Regions from separate parts of the Xenopus laevis genome. Here region 2 is linked to region 1. Evidence: chromatin contacts called from public Hi-C data. All regions are on one chromosome and are shown on one strand. The core of a region is the stretch at or near the end of the contact, and the rest is flanking DNA. Distances in the headings are between cores, read along the strand shown.

Region 1 (5,887 bases), core at 1,942-4,441:
GATTTTTTATAGAGTGTGAGTTGCTCAGCGCAATCATATTCCCTGGGCAGACGTGTCCGTGGATGAGCACTAATGGGCACACCCTTCCATCCCATTGTGTTCTTCTCCTTCTCCTGGGGGAATAAGTAAATGACTTCAAATGCATCATATAGACATCAAAGAGGAAGACACTCCCTAAAATTCTTCTGGCTCCTATCCTGCTGAGGAATTGGACTTAACACTATGCTGTATAATGAGAGAGCGCTGGTAAGATTAAAGTTAAAAAACACCAGACCACAGTGAACCTTTAATTAGATTTGGATATTGGATATTTACATTAGAGTGAATACAGATCTAGGATGTATAATCTGGCATGCTTGGGATCTGGGGTTCTCCATAGGACAAATAATTGCATTATGTGGAGCCTCATGCTTTAAGGCTACAGAAAACCTTTGAACATCAGCACAGATTTATTCTCTCTTCGGTACAAGGTTATTATTACATAGAAAGCATGTCTTTAGATGGGACACTATGGAGTTGAAGATTCTGTATAAGGGGTTTCCGGGTGTTAGATCCAGTATCAGTAAGAGCTTTCAGTGATGTTATGTCATTATTAAAGGACATGTAAAGCCTACATTTTCCTACCATGTATATGTTAGCAATGTCTTCCCCACCCAAGCCACATCATTTGTACTGCAAATACCCCCTCCATTTGACTGCGCCATCACATTTTCCTAAAACAAATAGCAGCTTTCACCCGGCGGCCATTTTCCCTCTGACACGTCATCAGTAACACTCACATCTGCAAGCAGGACATGTATGCTGTAAAGTTCACGTGATGCAGAAGGCAGGTTACACAGGCACAACATACTTTGATAAAAAGTTCTGCTGGGGTTGAGCACTGTAATGGTTAAACTGAGATCAGGAGAGGTGGTTAGGAGAAAATAGGATCAGACAGCTAGAGTTTCTATGGGAACCAGCAATACTATCTCTTCATTGGCTATTAGACTGGAGGGTTTGTTTAGTAATCTGAGCTGAAAAGAATTGAGCATGCTCATTAGCCAACAGCCACAGTAAATTTCTGAGGGAGGGGCAGAGTGGGTTAGAGGAGGAGAAGGAATTCTAAGTGATTAAAGGAGATCCAAACCCTTTTTATTAAATCCCATACCCCCCTGTCCTACATAGTCCCCCCTCCTTGCTCCCCCACAGCCTAGGTGTTACCTTGGGTAAATGCCCCTGAGTCTTTACTCACCCCACGTTACAGATTCAGGGCATCAGAGTTCATGGGCGCCATCTTCTTTTCTTCGGTAATCTTTTGAAAGAGAGCAGCGTATCGGCGCATGTGCAGTTGGCGCAATCTTCTGGTCCTGAATGCGAAGCCACGGAAATTGCCGAAGCGCCAGAAGAAGACCTGAAGATTACTTTAGAGGAGGGGGCAATCTATGCCATGGGGGCCCATAACTGCAATATGTCCTGTACTCCCCTTATAGTGGCCAATTGAAATGGGGTTCAGGAACCCACAGGGACAAGCCTCAGGGCCCCCCTGCCCCCAGATCTCCACAGATCAACTGACCGATGCTGCCCCCTACCACATGCATACCTTATACTGTGGCCGCACTGGGGGAGCAACATCATTATTCGGGGAGGAGCATGTCTGGGTCGGTAGGATTCACCAGGGCTCAGGCCCAACAGCTCAGTCTGACCATAATATTGGCCCTGGCTCTGGGATTTTTTTATGGTTTAGGCTAGGGCACCTGGTTCCCGTGAAATAACAAATGTTAAGTCTACTTTATACAACGGCATTCATGACAAGTCCTGTAGTCATACAGAGTATAACACAGCACAGGAACATTCAGTCACTCTATTGAATAAAGTCCTCAGCGGTGTTTATGATTAAACTGCACCAACACACACACAGCATAGGGTCGATTTTACCAGGATCCACTGCCAATATGTTTTTAAATTCTGGGAGGAAAACTCAGAGAAAACCCATTCTTGTGAGGAGTAGAACAAACTGCACGCTGATAGATCTCTACTTGGAATCAAAAGTTAGATGTTCCAGTGATGATAACTATGTAGGCAGCACGATTACACGGTTGTTATAATTACTGCCTTGCAGCTCTGGAGTCCTAGGTTCAAGACACTATCTGTTTGCATGCTCTCCCTGTCTCTTTCCTCTGGTTTCTTATCATACCCCAAAAAGGCAGGTTAATTGGCTCCTGCTTAAAGTAACCATAGTGTATGTGAATATGATTACAGTTTAGACTGTAAGCTCCAGTGGCACAGGGACTGATATGAATTATGGATGCACCAAATCCAGGATTCTGCCTTTCTCAGATTAGGATTCAGCCGAATCCTTCTGACAGGCCGAACCGAATCTGAATCCTAATTTGCATATGCAAATTAGGGGCAGGGAGGTAAATCGCGTGACTTTTTGTCACACAACCAGGAAGTAAAAAATGTTTTCCCCTTCCCACCCCTAATTTGCATATACAAATTAGGATTCGGTTCGTATTCGGCCGAATCTTTCGCCAAGGATTCGGGGGTTCGGCCGAATCCAAAAAAGTGGATTCGGTGCATCCCTAATATGAAAGATCCATAATCTTGGTAAAGTGCTTCAGAATGTGTCTGTGCTATTTAATAAGGAATGGGGGCCTTGCAACCAGCAGTGCTGAAATGGCAATACTAGCAGTCAGAATATGCAGAATACTTGTCAATGCACCAGGAAGCTACATTTCTATGAATCTTTAATGGAGCTGCTGGGGCAGACAAGACAGGGGTGAGTGTAGCCTACAGTGATATAATATCACTTTAATGAGGTCACAAGAGGCAGACCTCATATCAAAAACCAGTACACCCCCAAAGAACATCAAGTAATTTTGCAGCAGTTGCATTTTTTTTGCATTATGCCAAGCCCAGTACTGAGCTTTTATGCTCGGCCGAGCTTGGAGAATAAAAAGACCTTTTATTCTGAGCCAATGGGTCAATAAGTGCTGCTATCATCTGCATACTATTTTAGCAATAAAGCAGAAAGTTCCCTTCAAATGAGTGCAAATGGGCTGGCAGAGCGTGGATTAGCCACAAGAGATTAAGGCAAAAAGCATGTGCTTGGGCTATCACTGCAGCAGGAGTGGCAAGCGCTGGCGTCTGCTCCAAGGAAGCTGGGCTGTTCCCTGAAGGAGGGAGGCTAAAAATACTATCCTACTGCATAGTGCATACTGAATCCACTCATGTGCCTGCGTGATCCCGCCTGCTAACTGCAGTGACTTTGCTGCGGTGCTTGGCTCAGCTGCAACCCCCCTTCTCTCTCAATAGCTGGAGTGGTCCATGCTGCAGCCGGCACCAGGAGACATGCTAACCTTCCTCATTCTGTCTGGTACCTCCATCTGGCTGCTCATGGGTAAGTGCCTGCTGCTGCTGATACCTACATCCCCTGAGGGCATCTTTCTGCTGCTTCTCATCCCCAAATATGACTGAGATGTTTATTGATAGGGCTTTATTGGGAGTGAGGGGGTAGCAGTTGTGACTGCAGCACCTTATACTCTATATACTGTATGGATCTGAATGTTGGAATGCAGTGTTTTAGCATCACATGGAACATGGGTAAATGTATCACTTAAATCTAACCTTTTTATTTCTTCCTAAAACCCTTATGCCTGCCATTTGTACAATTGCTAATAGATACTTTATTCCTGTGCATTTTCCTCCTCTAATAACCTTTCCGCATCACCGATGTGTGCATATTCCGCCTTCTATAAAAATCTTTTCCCACTGGCTTTGCACTTATCCCGGCTTCACGTCAGCGTTCCCTACTAGTTCCACTGCGTCACTCTATCCCCCCAGGTTTGGGTAGCACCAGGGTATCAGAGACACATACTCCAACACCATTACTGGCTGAATAAAGAACCTTATAATCTTCATATGTAAGCCTGACATTTATATCATAATATATCAACTGTATTCACTATCAGGTCCCTTGATGTATGCAGGTATCATATTGACTACAAGTATATGGGTTTGTGATACAGGTATGGGATCAATTATCTGGAATACTCAAGACCTGGGTTTTTCTGGATAAAGGATCTTTTTGTAAATTGGATACATTAAGTCTGCTAAAAATCATTTAAACATTAATTAAACCCAATAGGCTGGTTTTTCCTGCAATAAGGATTAAATATATCCTATTTGGGATCAAGTACAAGGTACTGTTTTGTACAAAGAAAAACATCTTTAAAAACTAGAATTATTGGCTTAATATAGAGTCTATGGGAGATCGCCTTCCCCTTTCTGGATAACAGATCCCATACCTGTACTTACAGTATATTAATAGGGGTTATCGTTTATTTCCTCTAAATATTGAAGTACAGTCTTATGTCATAGCAAATTGTCTCCACGGAAAAGGATGTGTCCAAATTATGATAACTTTATATTTATATCCAAAGGCTGGAGGTCTGACGTACATAGACAGAGAAGGGGGTCGTAATTCCATATGATCTCCTGTGTTGTATACATAGTAGGGGTGCTCCATGCACACAGACATCAATAAGCATTTTGCCAATGGCAAATGGGGAGTATTCTGCACTGGCACAGAACCAATTAATGTGCCTTGCAGCCGTTCATTTAGTTAAATGGAATTTAATTAGGGACAGGCGGATTTGGCCAGAAAACTTGTTTGTAGTGTTTTCTTTTAACTAAATGACAGACTGCACAAGTGCTTCTCCATCGGCTGAAAACCGACAGCAGAGAAAATGGTATATTTACACTTCCATTCCAACATCATGGTAAAAGGAACTTCTAGTTCATTAAAAAAATCGTTTTTATGATTTCTGGGAGACCCTAATACACTTACCCTAATACACTAGCCCTAACCATAATACCCTAACCCTAAAACCTTAACCCTAATACACTAACACTAACCATAATACCATAACCCTAACACTAACAATAATACCCTAACCCTAAAACCCTAAACCCTAATACACTAACCATAATACCATAACCCAAAAACCCTAATACACTAACCCTAATACACTAACCCTAATACACCAACCACAATCCTTCAAAAAATCTGTGTATCTGCAGCACACAATATAAACTGGCCCTGATGCTTTGCAGGCCTACGGCAGAATTTGGCTGGGTGTCCAGTCCAGGCTGTCTGTCACTGACCGACTCCTGCAGCCACCACCTGTCAAGACCTTGTCTCTTTCCAAAAAAACAAATCAAGAGGCAAAACAGAAAATAGAAGGAAGAAAGCAAAGCCACATATCTGCCGTATTAAATTTGCTTTTTTGCCAGGGTACATAAGTTATGTACGGCTGATTTCCGAATGCAAAAATGGATGACTGCAGCTTGTCCTGCTTTATTAGCGCAGGTGCAAATTAGCATCAGACTTGCTAAATAAGCTACATGCTGCAGTGAACGTTTTTCTTTATAAACAACTTTGCTGTGTGATACATTTATTCGACTGACATATGTAGATACAACATGCAAATGGAACCATGAAAATAACAAGTGCTTGGGTTCTGTACTTTGCACCTTGCACCAAATGCACCAAAGCAGGTTGCAACTGCGAGGTGTAGTTGCAAGTATCACTGTAAATAGCATTTAAAGGACACCTAACCCTATCACAGGAAAATTGTCTCCTCTTTCAGGAGCTCCGTCCCGCTGCAGACAGCATAGCGCTCACTACAAGCAGTTTTTGGGCAGAATAGTATTCTTTCTCCAGACTGTGGACTGATTTTGTCTCACCTATTGTGGGTCAAACCATTTTCCTAGGTGCCCTTTAAGCATTATAGCAAATTCATCATACAGTACATCAATGAGCTTTACTAAATAATTGCACAAACTTTTATGTTTTTCATTCTCAGAAATGATAGGCCCTTGGTTACATCAGCGTTTTAAAGGTAAT
Region 2 (5,753 bases), core at 2,697-5,196, 160 kb before region 1:
GTTTTTTTAATTTGGATCTTCATACTTTAAATCAACTGAGAAATCATGTAAACATTAATTAAACCCAATAGGCTAGTCTTGCTTCCAATAAGGCTCAAGTTCAAGGTACTGTTTTATTATTACAGAGAAAATCATTTTTAAAAATGTAAATTTTTCGATTAAAACGGAGTCTATGGGAGATGCCCTTCCTGTAATTCAGGGTTTTCTGGATAATGGGTTTCCCGATACGCATCCTATACTTGCACTCACTTGGGGCATTTTAAAAGCCGGCTCTTCTTTCCATTGCAGTAGAATTACAGACATTTTAACCAGTCAGACAGATAATCTTCTAAATTCTAATAGTTTATTGGCAGGGGAAGCCTCTGGCACAATAATGAGGTTTAGCGCACAGCCTACTAATAAGCTTGCCTTGCATTAACCCAACCCAAAGACTTCACAGGAAACATCTGCTCCACGATGCAACCAATACATGGAGCAGTGAAATGTGGCAATAAAACTTTAAATAATAATGTCTGTCTAACATGCCGGTGTAACGTGGCTATCAGCATATGCAGCATCTGATAAGAAAGCTAAGTATGTGTTGTGGCTGCCCTGATAGCGAGTGTTGCACTAAGGTTTCCTGAGACAGAGAGGAATGCTGCAACAATCAGCTGATCTGTGGTCTAGAGGCAGGAATTGGGCTGGATAAGGTACAGCAGGACCTCAAGGTACATTGCCAGTTCCCAATTACTTCAGATGTTTAGAAATTTCCATTCTTGGCATTCTGGGATTTACTGTCCATTAAATAAACAGAAACCAATCAGAATAGAGCCCCCTGACTTCATACAGCACCATGGGATTCTGGGAGGGCGACGTGCTGGACATGTGGCAGACAAACAGTTGCTGTAGTTTTCTCTGGTTTTCTTTCACTACTTTGCTTACATTTTATTGTATTTCTTTGGCCTAAGCTGCTTTATTATGGGCCTTAAAGGACAACTCAACCCTAAAAATGAATATGGCTAGAAAAGCCATATTTTATATACTGAACTTATCGCACCAGCCTAAAGTTTCAGCATCTCTATAATAGTAAAGATCCAGGCCTTCACAGCTGTGCACAGGAGCTCACCATCTTGGATTTTTTTAGGAGTTTCAGTGACACTGCACATGTTCTGAGCAGCTGTGAAGTTAAGTTTAGGGGTCATCCCAAATCATCAAGCAGAAAATGTAGCTGGACTATCATATAAGCTGATGCTATGGGGCTAATTATTGATTTCTAACGCTAACTGCACTGATTTGTAAGATGCCATATAATGATAATCTGACCTCTCTAATCAGCTATATATTCTACATATATACAGTATATGGTGATGCCCCGTGAAATCCAATGGAGGTGACATCTCTGAAAGTGGATAGTTTATAATTGTTGCTGTGCAGAATCCCTGCTCAGCACTGAAATTAAGGGAAGCACTGTAAATTGATGGATTGCTGGTGGAAATTACTGTTTTTTGTCTTCAGAGCAGGTTCAAGTACTGCATTTTTCACAGTTGGCTTTTCACTGTTACACTAAGGGCCTCTTCAAGGTAACGGAAGGCCTTAGGGCTCTTACTGACGAGCGGTTGAAGCTGCGCTCCCCTGCGTTCCGTTTTTTTGCGTTCAACCACAAGGGAGCGCAGGAATAGACACATTAAGTTCTTTTCAATGGGGCTGTACTCACACAGGCGCATGTAGGTGCCGAACGCAGGAAAAATGCAGCATGTTGCGTCTCAACCTGCTTTCGGCGCCTACACAGCCCCATTGAAAAGAACATAATGCATCTATTCCTGTGCTCCCCTGCGCTGAACGGGGGGAACGGGGAATGCGGCTGCAACTGCTCGTGAGTAAGAGCCCTAAGGCATAGGTCCCAGTGATCGGAACCCGATGCAAAATCCTTCATTTAGGAAAAATTGTTGCGTTCAGTTGTCCAGAGCTCTAACCTCTCTAAATCCATTTAGGCTAGATGGTTCTGGCCTCAAGGTGATACCGACATGTTCCTATGGAAATTGATACATAGTGGGACTTAAAAAGACACTGTTATTGTTGCAGAATAGTACCCTAAAGATGCCCACAGCCCAGAGAATACCTGACATGGTATATGCCCCCTCAGCTTGGAGAACCAGTTCCATCAGTCATGCCAGGCAGGTTTGGTTCAATCCTTCTGAAGGTAAAAGTAATGTTTTCATTTGCAGCCCATCTTTTGGTAAGACTGCACCCCCAGCAGCCTAGCATCTATCTAGAAAGGAAGACATGCCAGTCCTCAACATCACCCCAGAATACCTAACCAGACCTCTGCTTGGTCATTTCTAGGTGATAAAACCCCACAGTTTAATAATCTTAGCTATAGTGTAATAACTTATACCCTGAAGTCAATCTAAATTGTTCTAAATTGTTTATTTTAACTTTTATAGGTAACGAAAATCATTCTCCCTTGTTATAATGAAGATGGCAAGGAAGGGGCTAATGTTTTATATTAAACCACAATGTAAATGTAGGCTCAGTAAAGTTCAGAGCCCATGAGCCCACACCTGTGAAGAACACTTTGTTCTTGTGGTATCAGAAGTTCCGTTGCAGAAGCAGACAACGCTGCGGTTAAAGTACAGACTACAAACTCTCCCTTACATTTCTATCCCTGCAACCAGCAAACTGATGTCTAAAAGTGACTGTATACATGCAGATTACACAAATGCAGCCCCTGCAAGAGCTAATCAAAAAAAGTCAAAAGAGCTCCCAGTTTCATCCCAAACTATCTGGATTGTAAAAGGAGACTCCTAGTACAGGGAGACAGGCAACAGCAAGTTGTTAGTGACCTGGCACAATATGATAAAAGGGATAGTTCACCTCTAAGTTAACTTTTACTAGATTATAGAATGTCTTATTCCGAGCAACGTTTCATTTGGTCCATTTTTTGTCAAAACATGGGTCATTGACTCCTGCAGTCAAAATTTTTTTATACTAACAATGTTATTGTTTCCTTCTATTACTTGTCTGTATGTATGCTCTCTTATTCATATTCTAGTTTCTTATTCAAACAACTGCCTGGTTACTAAGGTACAAAAGACCCTAGCAACCAAATAGCTGCTGAAATCTGGAGAGCTCAGGGGTGTAACTATCAGGGGTGCAGGGGATCTGATTGCACCTAGGCCTGCACCCCCTTGGGGCCCTCCGGGCGATCATGCCGATGCGACGGCTCACAGAAAATTCTCTCGGAGGGGAGTGGGTTGTCTGTACAGCCTGCACCCGGGTCCAACCCTGCTTAGTTACTTGGCTGGGAGAGCTGCTGAGCAAAAGAATAAATCCTTCTATATCATACACGCGCACGGTGAACTGCCCCTTTAAGCCAACTCATTAGCTTTCCTAAATGCCTGTAGATGGGTCTAGCTAGTTAGTTAAAGCTGACGAATGTGTTTAAAGTGAAAACAGTAAAGTAGCAGTTCAATTTGACGATTGCTTCATTTGTTGATACTAGCACCTAATAGGAAGGAGCGTGCATGTTAAAGGGAAACTGTCATGCGAAAACATGTTTTTTTCAAATGCATCAGTTAATAGTGCTGCTCCAGCAGAATTCTGCACTCAAATCCATTTTTCAAAAGAGCAAACAGATTTTGTTATATTCAATTTTGAAATCTGACATGGGGCTAGACATATTGTCAGTTTCCCAGCTGCCCCCAGTCATGTGACTTGTGCTCTGATAAACTTCAATCACTCTTTACTGCTGTACTGCAAGTTGGAGTGATATCACCCCTCCTTCCTCCCACCAGCAGCCTAACAACAGAACAATGGGAAGGTAAAAATTAAAATCTTGCCTCTCCCCCAGACCCAAATCATGTAGCTTGTGTTGTACTCCTGACATTCAGCCATGGCCACTGCAGTTGTGAGTGACATCAGGCTTGGAGGCGGGGCAAAGGCCTGAAAGACTAGGGCAGTGTTTACATTAGTCAGAGGTGCCATTGTTACTAAGCTGCCTCAACCAGTTCCAATGAAATACTGTGGGAAAGCTGTATTATCCCATGACCTGCTTTCCCCCTGCTTTTAACCTATGCATTGTTCTGTGACTGAACTCAAACAAGAATAAACAGACTAATTTATGTCTGACACCTGGCTACTAAACACCAGGCCGGGAATGGAGTTCAAAATTAACCCTTCTTGTACTTGCTGTTAAATTTGTAACACAGCCCCTGTCCTGCCCATTCAAGTCCTGATTGGTGGTGACCTTTGAGTTCACTTTTCATATGATGTAGAGAATGATATTCTGACACAATTTGCAATTGGCTTTCATTTTTTATTTTATTTTATTATTTGTAGTTTGAGGTATTTAGCTTTTTATTCAGCAGCTCAGCAGTTTGAAGTTTTAGCTATCTGGTTGCTAGGGTTCAAATTGCCCTAGCAACTGTGCATTGATTTGAATAAGAGACTGGAATATGAATAGGAGAGGCCTGAATAGAAAGATGAGTAATAAAAAGTAGCAATAACATACCTCCCAACATTTTGTGAATGTGAAGGTGAATTGCCCTTTAAGCTGTGAGTCTAACTTCTCCCAAGAGACCTGTTATCTTATATTGTTAAATTACTTATTTGCTTATATCAAAATTGTTACAAAAGTATCTTATCTGCAGCTGTGGCTGTTCTGGGCTCTCTGCCAAAAGACAATTCAGTTAGAAACTTTGTTTCTTTTTCTGCCTGTTGAGTGCTTAGAAAATCAGGACTTTCCAGTACAAACGAGGGACTGTGGGTTGAGCTATCAAAAGAGGGACTGTCCCTCTAAAACGGGACAGTTGGGAGGTATGCAACAACAATACATTGGTAGCCTCGCAGAGCATTTGTTTTTAGACAGAGTCAGTGACCCCAATTTGAAAGCTGTAAAGTCAGAAGAAAACGGCAAATAATTAAAAAAAATGACAACTAATTGGAAAGTTGCTTAGAATTAACCATTCTATAACACACTAAAAGTTATCTTAAAGGCAAACAACCCGTTTAATCGAAACATCAAATGGTCTGGTGTTTTGCCTAGACGGATTGCTGATAAATGCAGCTTAATGGGGTTGTTCACCTTCCTACACATTTCTCAGTTCAGTTGGTTTCAGATCGTTCACCAGAAATAAAGACTTTTTCAAATACTTTCTATTAATGACCGTTTTTCGAATATTGAAATTTAAAGTTTCATTTTTCACCTTCTTAGGTCTCTCTAAAACAGCTCTGGGAGGGGGGTCCAACGACTAACTTGTTTTAAATGGATTAATTTAATTGCTACATTTCTGATCTTTGTCCCTGCTGAGCAGATTCCCTTGGTTTCATTAAAGGCAGCTGTTAGAATTGATACAGTAGTTACTTAATATTGCACAGATGCTGCTGAGAAACGTGGCAACTAGTGTAGGAAATTGTTCAAAATCTGCACCCGAGTTACTGAGCCGGCAGATTTTAAACCTCAATTTTGGAACAAAATATTAAAAAATAAAAATTTCTGGTGATCAGTCTGAAGACAACCGAAAAAAAGTGTTTAGAATGAAATAACCCCTTTAAAATGTGTTCAATTTCCCTGTATGATATATGGTACATGAGAACAGTACAGGTTTCTGTAAGGAATGGCCTATGTTGCTAAAACTGGCTAGGAAGCACAAGTAATATTACCAGAATGAATTAAGAAATATATATATTATATATATATAAAACAACAGATTACCTAAATTTTTTCTAGGTATCAGTGTCAATCTTACCTGATACAGCGGAGCCTATAGCACCAG

The links. Hi-C and Micro-C count contacts between places; a contact is called where the count stands out from the background.
Region 2: a Hi-C map of the XTC cell line shows a contact between it and region 1, with 6 times the contacts expected there. The contact joins the enhancer-like site here to the promoter of acsl6.L in region 1. A contact is called at or near these places in 2 of 4 Hi-C or Micro-C datasets (the XL177 cell line and the XTC cell line).

What each region holds. Positions count from the first base shown.
Region 1 is chr3L:43,618,879-43,624,765 of Xenopus_laevis_v10.1, reverse strand. It overlaps acsl6.L (long-chain-fatty-acid--CoA ligase 6), which reads left to right and starts at 3,191. Exons shown (of 21, transcript XM_041586180.1): 1 at 3,191-3,379. The coding sequence starts at 3,307.
Region 2 is chr3L:43,780,769-43,786,521 of Xenopus_laevis_v10.1, reverse strand. The region is part of intron 1 of LOC121401469 (a long non-coding RNA gene); the gene reads left to right. Among protein-coding and RNA genes, the nearest start is that of LOC121401469, 25 kb to the left of the region's middle. Within about 2 kb of position 3,946, at least 2 of the 7 cell types and tissues checked have an H3K27ac peak or open chromatin away from gene starts, as enhancers often do.